Regions from separate parts of the Mus musculus genome. Here regions 2, 3 and 4 are each linked to region 1. A link is a contact called in public Hi-C data. All regions are on one chromosome and are shown on one strand. The core of a region is the stretch at or near the end of the contact, and the rest is flanking DNA. Distances in the headings are between cores, read along the strand shown.

The links. Hi-C and Micro-C count contacts between places; a contact is called where the count stands out from the background.
Region 2: a Hi-C map of the N1E-115 cell line shows a contact between it and region 1, with 6 times the contacts expected there. The contact joins two enhancer-like sites. A contact is called at or near these places in 1 of 15 datasets of contacts at CTCF or cohesin (the NIH/3T3 cell line) and 3 of 484 Hi-C or Micro-C datasets (the N1E-115 cell line, cochlea and nephron progenitors).
Region 3: a Hi-C map of the N1E-115 cell line shows a contact between it and region 1, with 3 times the contacts expected there. The contact joins two enhancer-like sites. A contact is called at or near these places in 1 of 484 Hi-C or Micro-C datasets (the N1E-115 cell line) and 1 of 115 datasets of contacts at active chromatin or transcription factors (bone marrow-derived dendritic cells).
Region 4: a Hi-C map of the N1E-115 cell line shows a contact between it and region 1, with 4 times the contacts expected there. The contact joins two enhancer-like sites. A contact is called at or near these places in 2 of 484 Hi-C or Micro-C datasets (the N1E-115 cell line and nephron progenitors).

The regions. Positions count from the first base shown.
Region 1 is chr2:137,306,511-137,309,893 of GRCm38.p6, forward strand. The region is part of intron 3 of Gm14055 (a long non-coding RNA gene); the gene reads left to right. Among named protein-coding and RNA genes, the nearest start is that of Gm14055, 21 kb to the left of the region's middle. Within about 2 kb of position 1,766, at least 4 of the 459 cell types and tissues checked have an H3K27ac peak or open chromatin away from gene starts, as enhancers often do. A contact at or near this core is called in the N1E-115 cell line, where this site is marked.
Region 2 is chr2:137,727,761-137,731,143 of GRCm38.p6, forward strand. No RefSeq gene overlaps it. Among named protein-coding and RNA genes, the nearest start is that of Gm14064, 66 kb to the left of the region's middle. Within about 2 kb of position 1,636, at least 25 of the 459 cell types and tissues checked have an H3K27ac peak or open chromatin away from gene starts, as enhancers often do. A contact at or near this core is called in the N1E-115 cell line, where this site is marked.
Region 3 is chr2:136,914,921-136,918,303 of GRCm38.p6, forward strand. All of the region lies in intron 2 of Slx4ip (SLX4 interacting protein), which reads left to right. Among named protein-coding and RNA genes, the nearest start is that of Slx4ip, 24 kb to the left of the region's middle. Within about 2 kb of position 1,736, at least 27 of the 459 cell types and tissues checked have an H3K27ac peak or open chromatin away from gene starts, as enhancers often do. A contact at or near this core is called in the N1E-115 cell line, where this site is marked.
Region 4 is chr2:137,642,766-137,646,148 of GRCm38.p6, forward strand. No RefSeq gene overlaps it. Among named protein-coding and RNA genes, the nearest start is that of Gm14064, 19 kb to the right of the region's middle. Within about 2 kb of position 1,601, at least 16 of the 459 cell types and tissues checked have an H3K27ac peak or open chromatin away from gene starts, as enhancers often do. A contact at or near this core is called in the N1E-115 cell line, where this site is marked.

The DNA.
Region 1 (3,383 bases), core at 516-3,015:
CTGCTATGGAAGAACCCTACTTAGCTCTGGCTTCCTTGAAGTATTTCTTAGGGCAAAGATAAAATCTGTTAATCTTTTATTTTCTTATTTCCAATACTGGAATGATAATTTATTTAATACTTGCCTTACATTGAATTAGCTCTAGACATTGTATATGTATACTGTATGCTATATGAGATATATGTATATGTTTATATGTAGAAGTATGAGGAAAACACAAAATCTCTACATGTAATAGATATGAAAGTAGAGAAATAATGGAGAGCACATAATGTGTTCAATTCTAAAGCCAGTGAATCTGTAAAGCAGGGTTTATTCAGGCGTATAGAAAAAGCATTACTAACTACAAAGCCATTCTATTATTTTTGAATCAAATCAAATAATGAATATGAGGGTAATATTTAAAAAGAGATGCAGTCTATGCAAATGCAAAACACAGTTTTACTTGAAACCTTAGTCTTTTTTTCATGACTTTTGCCCTTTGAGAGAATTTTTAGCAAAAATAGAAATTGGTTCCATGCTTATCATAATCACGGAAAGCCCCTGCCTACGGAGTTCAATTTGGTTTAAGTGAACCTGGATTCTGTTCCCAACTGCTGCTTGTTTTATAGACTCATTAGGGAGTGCTTCATGGTCAAGCACTTGGGAGACTTCAGTAACTGGACTCTGAGAAGCACTTGGACAGCGGATATACTAAGACACTATTCAGAATCAGATCCCTACTGAAGCACCATCTGACATAGACGTGCTTTCTCCGGTCATGTGCTCCATCCAGTGTAAGTGCCCAAAATGCCAAAACTCAGGGACAGGCGCTGTGTGTGTGTGTATGTTAGGCTGGCGTGTAGAGCTACTTCCTCCATTTGCTTTACTGTAGAAGGGGGTAGAGAAATCGTCAAGAAGTGCTCATGTCTTCTCCTGGGGCCATTCAGGGACCTCCAAGCTTAACAGGGTCCTTGAGCTTTGCATTGGCAAGGGATGACTTGGCAGAAGCTGAAAAACCTTGTGGCAGAACCTTGAGAGGCATTCGAGACATTGCCAGCCATTGCTGAGCAAGGTGAGGTGGGAAATGGCTCAGTCACACAGAAAAAAGACCAGACCTTGCTGGAGTCGCTCTGGTATGAGTGGCTGCGAGGCAGTTCCTGAGCAAAACAGGAAGTACTCTCCTCTTTCGTAATTGCCATCAAATAGATTGTTTCTAAAGGGACTTGGGGTGGTTTGTGAGTTGGCAAACCAAGTGGCAGTAATGAGATCCACACTGGGCCTGGGGATAACTGGATGGATACAGTAGAGAAGAGAGCTGACCTTAGTTCACTAGGCGCTCTAGTGAACTGTCTCAGGGTTTGGAACACTGCCACCCCCCCCCCCCTGCAGATGGAGGGATAAACATCATGCGTACACACCGATAAGTGTTTGTTTTCCTTAAGCATTAAGGCTAAGAAAAATAAAGTGGGGAGGGCATCAGGCCTTGGGGTAAGCCTTTAAAAGGTTTCCTGCTTTGATCCTTTTAATGGTTGTCTATTTATAATGGTAACAATCACAGCAGAGAGAAAAAGACTTCAGTCACTCCTCGGATCATTTCATCAAAATTACAAGTAAGTTCTCTTTACTTACGAGTGAGAAGCATTATGTTTTATGATTCCCTGAAAGCCAGGAGGAGAAATTGTGTACAGAAACCAAGGTGTTGTTGTGGCCAGTTGCCTTTTCGGAATGCCTGGAAAGGATCATCCAGAAGGATGCTCCAGATAACCCTGTCTGCAGGCAGTTTGCGGAGGGAAGAGACCTTTCTGAAGACCATTAAAGATGATTCATTACCGCAGGCCATACACAGGCTGTGCTTTATTACTGAAAAGCGTAAATCATCCACTGAAAAGTAAGTGTGTGAGCTACATTGCTTTGGGCACTGGAAAGCCCATGGAGGTACAGGGTGTGATTAGTACTCGCAAGGAGAGTCAACTTTAATTAGAGAGACACGACGACAATGCATACGATAGTTAGAACATGTGCAAACGTCTATGATTAAGTGTTGAGTTGTGAATTACAGGTTTTTCATGTGCTTGGATTATCTTAGCTATGACATAAGAGATGCCACCGAAGAGGCAAAATTGAGTCAGGTCTGCCTTCTTATGGTACTGGGAATTGAACCCAGGGCTCCTTTTATGCTACTTAAATGCGCTACTGCAGAGCTATCTTCCCAGCAGGATCTGTACAATTTTAACATGTTGAAGAGTCGAGAGGTCATTCTCACTTTGGAGAATGGTATGCAGGGGGACACAAAGGTGTGAATGCATGTGACACCTGGGGAAGCACTGCCGGGGCTTGATATGGTATTATTTGACCAAAATGTGATACTCAGTAACATGACAGATGAGAAAGGGTGATAGGACCCCCTCTCCCCCACCCCTGAAACGCATTCATGTCTCTGCTTTTATGGTGAATACACACTAAAATGTTCCTATTTTGTTCATTTGCTAATTAGATGATTTTAGGAGAAATTTATATGCCTGGAGTGTACTGTAATGGGCTACATACTCAGTCTTGGTTTTGCTTCCCCAGAGCTAGGCTTTGATACACTGATTATTTGAGAATAATCTTTGGAAACTGTGACAGAGAACTGGAAAACCCAGACACAGGTAAAGGAAGGCAGTTAGGTTACTAGGCTATTTGCTGAGGTGTGTTAGAGGAGTTTAACACCACTGCTGAACTCTGGAAATCACACGAAAACATGTTGCCTAGCGGGCTCACTTCAGGGGAAAGAAAGATTAAGAAAAGAATGTATACAACATCCATTAATTATTGAGTTCAGGCACACACACACACACACACACACACACACACACACACACACACACACACACAGAGTGCATGTGAACCTGTGTGTGAGGTCAAGAGGGACCAACATTCCTCTGATGTAGTTCCTCATGTGCTATCTGCTTTGTCTTTTGAGACAGGATCTCTCATAGATCTGGATAGAAGTCTCCAGGAGGTCCTAGGTGAACTAGGCTGGTTGGCCAATGGGTCCCAGGGATCCTGGGATTACAAATGCAAACTATATCAGGTCCCTTACTCATGATTAACCTGGGTGTTCATGCTTGCAGAGCAAGCACGTTGTTCCCTGAGATATCTCCCCTGCTCCTGAGAGCTGCTTCTATGGCACTAACTTCTTAATCATTTGTTGCAGAAAAAAATGTCCAAAACTGTTCAGGTATTTTATAAGGAAACATCTTATATCTGCATCTTTAGGCTGAAGGCCTCAGCTCATGCTTTAGAAGACCTTGTGTAGCACAGGCTGTTGCAGGCAGTAGATATGTTTGTGCTTGGCTTTTAATACTCCATCCATTCATGATGTGGTCTCTCAGCAGCAATGTAGTTTTGAATGGGCCACT
Region 2 (3,383 bases), core at 386-2,885, 420 kb after region 1:
TATCTCTCACGAGCCTGTGTGTAAGAAACGGAGTTTTCCATCTCTTAAGAACATTAGTATTTTGATTTTTATTGAGTACACTTGGTTCTGTGCTATTAGGTCAACCTGTCCGTTCAACCAATAACCCATCTACTCATCTGTAATTAACTAATTACTGAGTCTGGCTTCATGACAGGCTATATAATAGTCCTTTCAGTTAGGGTTGTTCTAGTAAGTGATTTGGTTGAAGCCCTTCTCATTCATTACTTACCACACTGGGTTGAATATTCTGAGGTCTCACAAAAAGATGTGGACTCTCATCTTAGGGATGGGATTTAATGCTGTTATACTTCAGCTTAATGGGCACTGGCTAAGCTTCCTGTTTGGGACAAGGCCCATATCCTATTCCCCTATCATTTTCTAACTTTTGGATGAAAACCCATTTCTGTGCATGCAAGTCTTCAAGCTCTGGTTTTCTGCCATCAGTTCTTCACATTGTCCCAAGTATCTATCACTTCCCACTCTCCCCTGCCCCTCATGCCCCCTGCAGTGGGATCTTGTCCTTTCTTCACAAAACAAAACAAAAAATACTTCCATACATGTACACATTACCATGTGGCTAGATTGCAACTGACATCAATTAAGTAAGGTAAATTCAGTTATCCCTTGATGTCAGGAGCCTCTGTGGATACCAAAATACACAGGCTAGTCCAGTTCCTCATCAAAACACATACTTTGATATGTAATTTACACATACTTTTCTGTATGTCTTAAATCATCTGTATATTACATGCAACTTCTAATAAAACATAGATGGTTTATTAACAGTCATTATGACATATTATTTAGAGAGTAATGACAAATAAAATCTGCATGGATGGTTATAGAAAAAAAATTCCTCCATTTTTCATCTGAGTTTGGCTAAATCTAGGGGCATGGGACCCACCTATACTTAAAGCCCAATATACAGGGAGAAAGCCTAAACAGATGACTGGGGTGCATTTTGAAAGGGAAGAGGAGAGAGGAGACAGTTCAATAATTGCTTCCAAGCTACATGGCATGCTCTGTGGCTAGCCAGGCATGAGAGTGAGTGCTAGCTTGTTGTAGGGGGTTGGGTAGGATGGGCTGTGTTGAGAGACTTTATTTCTCTCATGTCTCCCTTTGCCTCTTTTCATGTTATGCACCCTGGAAAGCCAGCAGGAGGAGATCATTAGGTTCTGCCTTCACTCAGGATCCTCAGAGATGTGATCTCAGATAAGAAAGACAGTGGTAATTGTGAATTTGATGGGAGGGACCAACAGAAGCACAAGGAAGAGAGACAGGGAAAGTACAAGCCAGGAGATGGATGTGTTAGTATTCAAGCCCTCAGTGGGCACCCTGCTGCTAGATCATGTAGGAATTCTAGGAGGTGATGGAAGTTGGGGGTTGTGGCATAGTGGATTTATTTATTATTTCCCATCAGTTAAGGTTTAGGCTAGCTGTGGTGTACATCAGCTACCCAGTACATTTGCAGGACATTTGAGCCATTCATAGTTCCCTGATAAAAGCCCTTAGGCCAAATGTCTCAAGAGTAAAAGGCTTTCGATGTCAAGGGAAATGGGCAGGGCTGCTGCTTGCTTTGGCAAGTGGGAGGTGCCAGAGAGAGATTTACAGAGTGAGAGGAAGCTGGGATTTTAGGCCTAGTTATCACCTACTCCCTCCGCTGGCCACACCTTGCTGTAGCCTTCAAATAATGTTCACAGTTCGAGCCAGGATGTCCTTCCCCATTTAACTCCATCTCCCTGGTTTGCAATAAACATTCTCTGGCTGCCCTTTCATCTCATGCATGGTGACAATTCCGGGATGCCACAATCCCTCAGTGCTTGTCCCCAAACACACTGCTTCTCTGTAAAAAGTCCCTTTACTAAATGATTAAAACATACACTTTAGTTCCAGTCTACTGAAACCCATACCTTTGTGCCTCCTTACTATTGTCTTTTTAAGGCAAAGATGACTCTTTCCTCCCCGACGCCCCCCCCCCGCCCCTTTCAGAAGCAAAACAGTCAGTGATAAATTGTATAAAGCCATGAGGGTGCACATGGTGAGGAGGTAACACGCTCCTGATAAGTCCCTATTCTAAAGTCACGTGGTGCAGTTTGTTGTATAAAAGTATTATTATTGGCAGTTTGTTATATAAAACGCATTATTATTGATACCATCTTCCTAGCTCTGTAGCCCATTGTCTATTACTCTGCCAGGTCCCTGGTGGGTCCCATAGCTGTTTGATGTAGAGGAATGCTCAGCAGTGAGCAGCGGGTAGCTAGGCAGGCTCAGCCAGCCAGGTGACGCTTAGCCAGATGGTCCCCTCCCGCCCACAGAGGACACCATTGAAAATCTGAAAGAGACAAAATGTCTATGGAATCTCCCAAGAGGGACCAGATGCTGCTTAGGAAAAAGCTGTTCACAAGATGCAGTCTCTGGGCACGTGGGGCAGAAGAAACCTGTCTGTGGAGTAAAGCAGAATCAGGGAGCCGCCCCTTGTCATTTCAGGATAAAACAAATGCCCTCTCATTTCCCATTTGTGGTTATTAAAATGACCTCTCCCCAAATCAGAATTAAAAACAGATCCTAGAAGAAACTCCTGTACCTACTTTGCGATTTCAGTGGAGAGCTGTCTGCTTCAGGCTGGGCCTGGTCATTTTCTACCCCACCCCCACCATCTTGCTAGTATTTCTTTTGGCAAAAGTACATCCTATTGGAGCATATCCCACAGACCTTAAGTAGGAGGCAGCGGGTCTTGTGGAATGGAGCACTATCCAATGGGGCTCCATGATGGTTTTGTTTGATGTGACCCCGAAATGCCCGCTGGGATCTGTGAACAGACAGTCCCCTGCGGGAGTGCCCTCCGCCTCCCTTTGTCCTGCCCGGCTCCAGGCTGCAGCAGCTGATCTGGTTATTATAATCCTGAAAAGAATTTCTAGGTGGCCACAGTGACCATAAGGAAGCGAGAAACCATAAGGGCTGAAAGCCACCAAGAGCAACACATGGGCTATTGAGCGCTAATCCTGCCCTTAATTAGAGGATGGCCTCAGCCTTGTGGCGCTCTCAGCAATCCAAACTGAGGAGGAGAGGAGTGGGCCAGGGCTTGAAGCCACCATTTACCGAATGTGACGTCATCAGCACCGTTTTTTTAAAAAGAGGCAAACAAGTGTATAAAGAGTCGATAGGGGACAAATCCCGACTGCATTTACGATTCAATTAAAATTGTTGGAGTTTTGTCTGCTCTTTTTCTCTTTACCCCATTTTTAAAATCATGTGCACTTCATCGAAAATGCAATCGTCCTAGATCATTGGTTTACTTACCTTAGCCGCATCAAAGTATGACGCCATACTCACCAACATCTGCACAGTTTTCTCTCAGGCTG
Region 3 (3,383 bases), core at 486-2,985, 390 kb before region 1:
GCCCAGGCCTATCCTAACAGTAAACGTTAGAAGGGGCCGAGGGGGACTGACACATGTTGTCCTGGTTAGTGCTCTTCCTCCTCTCTTCTTCTCATTGTTCTAGTCAATGCCAGTTTGGGGATATTTGGTTAAGGAAGTTAGGGGTGAGGTGGGTATTGTGTATCCCTGTAGTTCACAGTTCCTGAGAATTCTGTGGCACTGTCTTAAGTGTGCAGCCATGTCCTCATTACCCATACAGTCTAAATATGCATAGTGCTTACTTACTCTCTTAGATATTTCTCCTGGAGTACCTTACAGAACATAGCCATTAAGTAATACAGGAAATTAGGCTTCTGCATGTGTCATTCTGTCACATGTGAGTAGCATGTGACAGTACTTTGATCTTAAGACTTCTTTGTCATTTGGCTGCTATTTGTTATTTATATAGTTATTTGACAACCCTTTGTACTCACACATGTGCATATACCTACATGCGATATTTGTGTGACATTAGAAAAGAATGCTCTACTGTGTGCTTCACAAAAGTATGACATCATGAAGATTCTGGTAAAGCAGATAGCAGGTCAAGCACCCCAGTTTTCATTACTTGAAAAATCTATTATCTGTTTTATTTTTTTATTTTTTAATTTTTTAATTATGTATTTTCTTCATTTACATTTCCAATGCTATCCCAAAAGTCCCCCATACCCTCCTCCCCCACTCCCACTTCTTGGCCCTGACGTTTCCCTGTACTGGGGCATATAAAGTTTGCAAGACCCATGGGCCTCTCTTTCCAATGATGGCCAACTAGGCAATCTTCTGATACATATGCAGCTAGAGACACCAGCTGGGGCGGGGGGGGGGGTTACTGGTTAGTTCATATTGTTGTTCTGTTATGTACTAGTATTGGCATCTTGTTCATGATGTCATTTCTATAAATTTTTTGTCATTTGTGCCTGCTTCTGTAGGTTATTTTATAGCATGTCTTGAAATTAATTTATTTCTGTGTGTGTATGCACATGCATGTGCACTAGTTGGAGATCAGAGGGGACAGCCTTGGGGTTTGGTCCTTATCTTCCACTTTGTGACTGTGTTTCTAGTTCCCCCCTGCATGTGCCAGACTAGCTAGACTGAATTTCAGCAGTTCTTTTGTGTCTCTCTCTGTCTCTCTGTCTCTCTGTCTCTCTCTGTCTCTCTGTCTCTCTCTGTCTCTCTCTGTCTCTCTGTCTCTCTCTCTCTCTCTGTGTCTCCTGTCTTGCTTTGAAAGAGCTGTGGTTATAGACCCACACTACTGTACCTCACCTTACATGGGTCCTAGGAATCTGAACTCAGGTCCTCATTATTGGATGGCAATCACATTATCCACTGAGCCACCTCCCAGTCACTTCTTGAAATTTAGATCATTAGGTTTTTGAGGAAAGAATACTAGAATGTGAAACTAACATTAGATTTTACCCAGGATTCCTGAGTTCATCTTGTGGTTTCACTTATAAAATGACACGAAATCATGTTAATTCTTGGAGCAGCCCCCTCTTTATCTACAGATAGAAATAACAGGATTATCTGTCTCACTGGGTTTTTTCATATCAAATTAATAATGAAAGGTATAATGCTACGAAAGTGTTTGGAAAAATAACATTCTATGTGTGCCATGGAGCCCTCAGTAATTGTTTTACAGTGATGTTCTGTGCAGTAGAGAGACTTGGCCTTCAGTTCTTATTTGTTCTTGCTCTCGTAACTTTTTGGAGTGAGGACTAGTCTAATTCTTTTCATATGTGAGGTTTCAGTTACCAAGTCTTTATTTGTCTTTGCTTGCAGAGTCCTGGTGAGGCATTTGAGACAGAGGCAAGCCTGATCATCTTCCTCTCTCCTCAGGGAGTTTGTAGTGAGAAATTGTGTCAAACTTTAAAAGCAATACAGTGAAACAGAAGTGCTGGTACACTCTGCATAGCCTTGTCATGACCAAGTTGAATATCATGATCAACGTTTCTGATCTGTTTCTGAATGGGCTGCTGTGGCCTGTCAGTCTGTTCAGTGTCCTGTCAGTTTCCAGCCTGGGCTGCTTACAGTGCCATGCAGCTGTGATTAGCAGTCAGCAGAGTTAGATTTTACTTCTCAGTACTGATTGCTGGTTAGGGACAAGGGACGGTAACCTCCATTACCTTCTGTTACCTACTAAGAAAAATTACACAGTGAGAGGAAAGACACAGCTGGATGGTGTCGCCTGGAGTCACTCACTTGGATGCATACACTTAATAACTGGGATACAGAACCCAAGACCACACCCGGTTCTTTCCAGGATAGCTTTCTGCTTTCAAATGACATCTTATCATTTAGAGGACTGGCTTTAGTTTGCTTACATGTGACAGTGACATCCACAAGGACACATGCAAAGTGTAAGCTGCTGGACTTGGTGATCATTTTCTATAACCGGCACATTGGTCGATCTACTGTGTTGTGTCACATCCAGGAGAGGGATGAGACCCTGCTGCTTGGTAGGAGAGTCTGTGTCTGTATTCAAAGATGAGGGAAGGACTCATATTATTAGCTGTATTTATGTATATCTATCTATCTATCTATCTATCTATCTATCTATCTATCTATCTATCTGCATTTCTGTAATACTAAAATTTTTATTTGTAGAATTCCTTTTTTATCACATTGTGAAAATAATTTCGGCTGACACCAGTCATGTCCTTATTACTAATGTTGTGTTTTATAAAAAGATAAAGAGAGAGGGAATATGTATGGTGGAGGTGTAATAAGGTGTTGGGGAAGGGGTCCCTCTGTGGGCCCATGCTGAACCATCCTTTCCCTGTGAGGGATCAACCATAGGATGGTATAGTATAGAATAGAATTTATTCAGGGCTGGGCAAGGGGAGGTGAGAGAAAGGCAGAGGGGGGAGGGGGAGGGGAGGGATGGTGGAGTATAGGCCAGCCATGAGCACATGGAGAGAGGGAGGAGAACGGGGAGAGAGGGGGTAAGGAGCAGGAGGAAGAGCAAGAGAGAGGATGTGGCAAGCAATCCCTTTTATAGTGAGTCAGGCACACCTGGCTGTTGCCAGGTAACTGTGGGGCAGAGCCTAGACTAAATGTCAACAACTAACCTGTACTTTGGAAAGTTAAATTGTTTTGAGCTTTTGTACCCATTTATTAAAATACTAGGGTTAGGACTGGAAAGGTCACTCACTGGTTACAAGCGTATACTACCCTTGCAGAGAACCTAAGTTCAGTTTGGAGTACCTATATTGGGTGGCCCATAACCACCTGGAACTCTAGCTCCAGATGATCCAGTGCCCTCTTCTGAATTTTAGAGGCACCAATACTTACTTGTAAGCTAGCTCTGCATCTCTATCCCTCTCCCTTCCCCTCCTCTAACTAAGAAGAAAAAGAAATCCCTAAAT
Region 4 (3,383 bases), core at 351-2,850, 340 kb after region 1:
CCATCTCTCCAGCCCAGTCTCGGATTTGTTGCTATTGTTTAGAACAAATCCCTTGAGAAAATTCACTGAAAAATATAATAACTTGTCTCTTGCTTCCTTTCATCATGTGTGCTAGATTTTCTTGTTGTTGTATATTTTTATGTTAAGTTTTAATGTAAGTTCTGTAAAGGATTAAGAAAAAAAAACCACGCTTTTAAAAATAGTAATAATAAGGCATGGTTCCTAAGTTACAATGAATAAAATACCTTTGGTAAGAAGAAGGTAAAGGCCTTCACAGTATGAAGATTAGACATCTGAGGGCCTTGGAAGTGAACTATGGCATTTTTTTTCTGACTTCCTTTGGCCAAGGTCAAGGCATCACTTAGCCTGGTTCATCATCAGTTTCTTTATCTTAGACAGAAAGCAGGATACTGGCTGCTCTCTTAATAACTGTAAGAGGATGGAGAAGCAGAATCTAAAAATCTGGAACACTTTCCAACTGCCAGGCAACATAACTCACTCCAACATCAAAATAGGTCATTAAATGCCATGAAAGGGTAAAGTACATGATCTGGAATCATCTTCCTTTACTGTTGTGAGGACAAAGGCTCTTTGTCCCTTTAAGAGTTTTCAGCCACATCTCCAGTCACATCCTAAAAGCTTTCCTCATGTGTTGGGTAGGTGTATCCGGTCACACAGCCCTGTTCAGAACTTCCTGGCAGATGTCATAATTTACTGTCACCCTCTTGCAGGAACCCAGAACAAGGGGCCCCCATGCCAGCACTGTGATCCATTGCCTGACAAGTCCTGGGTGTCAACCTTCAGCAGGCTCAGCGGAGGTGGAACACCATTTACCTGATAGAGCCTTTGATAAAGTTGGCAATTAGATGCACTTGGGAAATCCTGGCTGGAAACTAGTTTAGGAAGCATTACAACCACATCACGTTTCTTAAAAATTAATAGAAAAGACGGAGCACTCCGGTATTTGCTTTGTTCTCGGAAGAAGGCAGAAATATAGGGGTATATATGTAGTTTTATCTCTTTGGGTGTCTCTTCTGCTTCTTACTCTTATTTCCTCCAGACACAGTAATAAATCCCCTACCAGAGACAGGAGTGAGATGAAAGGGATCAAGCGACACGGTTTACAGTTTGGGATCATAGAGCCACATTGTTTTTTTAGGCCTCAAGCTCTTCCTCTCTGTTGTTTTGTTTGTCTGTTTTTGTTTTTGAGACAGGGTCTTAAATTGTTGCCCAGGCTTCCTTGGAACTCACAGTAATGCTCCTGCCTCATGCTTTCGGGCGTTGAGATTACAAGCCTGCACCCTAAAGCCCAACTCTCTTCCTGTCTTTATTTTTCATCCCTTTTTCTGATTCTTGGTAGTCTCTGTTCTCTCTCTCTCTCTCTCTCTCTCTCTCTCTCTCTCTCTCTCTCTCTCTCTCTCACACACACACACACACACACACACACAGAACAAAGGGGACTTAATATTCTATATGTCACTAGAGCTTTCTATCTTTGATGTTAGCACAAGAGCATGATTTGTTTGACATATATTCCACATCCCCCACCCCTTTGCTTCCTCCTTACTGGATGGCTTCAGCTTGCCAGTGATTAATGAGTCTGGAAGGTGAGCGACAGTTATCTTAAGGGCTCTAAAACATTTGTTTCCACAGCCTAGCCAAACTGTCCTGCTGCATTAGCTGTAGTTAGATTTCCTGTTGATAACGGTCTGCAGAAAATAACCCCCACCCCTACCCCAAAGCTGCCATCAGCATGAAGCCCTGTTTGTATGCCAACAGGGCAGAAGTTCTCACTGTCAGCCATGCAAATTTCCATTCTTCTTTAGGCAGATAAGCATTTTACCTTTGAGAAGGAGCTAAGGAGTCTGTTGTGAGGTTAGACCAATTCTCAACCTCCTTTGGATGCAGAAGCCTTATGAAATCAAAAAGTCAGAAGTGATCTGGAAAATGTGCTTACAAATAGTGGAACAGGGAAATGAGTTCTTCCCCTAGGCTTGTTCCTCCTGTGTGGGGTGAAATAGGTGGGAAGCAGGGACAGGGCGTTCTCTGTGTGATTGGAATTCCCCTGTAGAGTCACAGGAGATGAGCAAGCCTTTGGTTTTCCTTTTTTTTTATGTTTTATTTTGCACCTAGACCAATAGGCATGGGGAAAGCTGGCAGAGATGCGCACATGAGGTTTGTCCTCTTTAATGATCAGGTCTACAGAGGTTACCAAGGCTTGCTGACCACTGGAATATGGGGCCAATTAGGCCTTGGCTTCCTTTCAAGGTGGGCAGAGAATCATTTGGAACCACAGTCTATGTCATGATGCCAGTCACTGTGGGGAAGTGAATGAATGAGTCTTCCTTCCCATATTTGCTTCTGGACCCATGTAGTCATGGTCTCTTCAGCAAATAAAGAGGCTTCTTGGAATTGGCAGAGGTTGAAGTGGTATAAACTTAAGCAGAAAAACAGTGTTCTAATACTACAGAGAAAATCTAGAGCCTGGTGTGATGGTGCACACCTTTAATCCCAGCACTTGGGAGGCAGAGGCAGGCAGATTTCTGAGTTTGAGGCCAGTCTGGTCTACAGAGTGAGTTCCAGGACAGTGAAGGCTACACGGGGAAACCCTGTCTTCAAAACAAAAACAGAAAGAAAGAAAGAAAGAAAGAAAGAAAGAAAGAAAGAAAGAAAGGAAGGAAGGAAGGAAGGAAGGAAGGAAGGAAGGAAGAAAGAAAGAAAGAAAGAAAGAAAGAAAGAAAGAAAGAAAGAAAGAAAGAAAGAAAGAGAGAGAGAGAAAGTCTAGGGAGGGGAGGGGAGTGGAGGTGGTCCTCATTGCTGTGCACAACAGCTCCATCATATCTTCCTGGTGATGATTCTGAAGGAAACCAAGTTACAGTTTTCCTTATGATCTCATTTTACTGGGCTCAAAGCCCACCTCAATCATCATCTTTGGAGTCTAATGAGCTGTTTGCAGAACAGTGTTGAAAGGCACATAGGATAAAAAGAGAGTAAACTGTGTACATGCAGAGCTTCAAAATCTAGGCTCCTCGGCAGAATATTGCCTTCATTCTAGAAGAAACACTGGAGAAGTTTCCAATGATTCTCCTGCTCTTTTGCATAGCATCTGTGGTACTGCAGTCCCTCCAACCAAGACGCAGGGTCCTTGGTGTGAGCTGTTCTTGGAGTGGCATGCACAATCATTGGAAGGATACTGTTCCATTCTGCCTAAAGCCTTCAGTACATTCACATTCCTGCTTGCTCGCACCATGCCTGCTTTTCCCAACCATGACGTTATGCCCTGAAAAACTTTCCAGGTAATGAAACAGGAGAAACAGTTTTATGTCTCTCCAGCTGTCTTAGAAGAGGCCATGCTAAATCATCCAGAGACTGAGAACATGAAC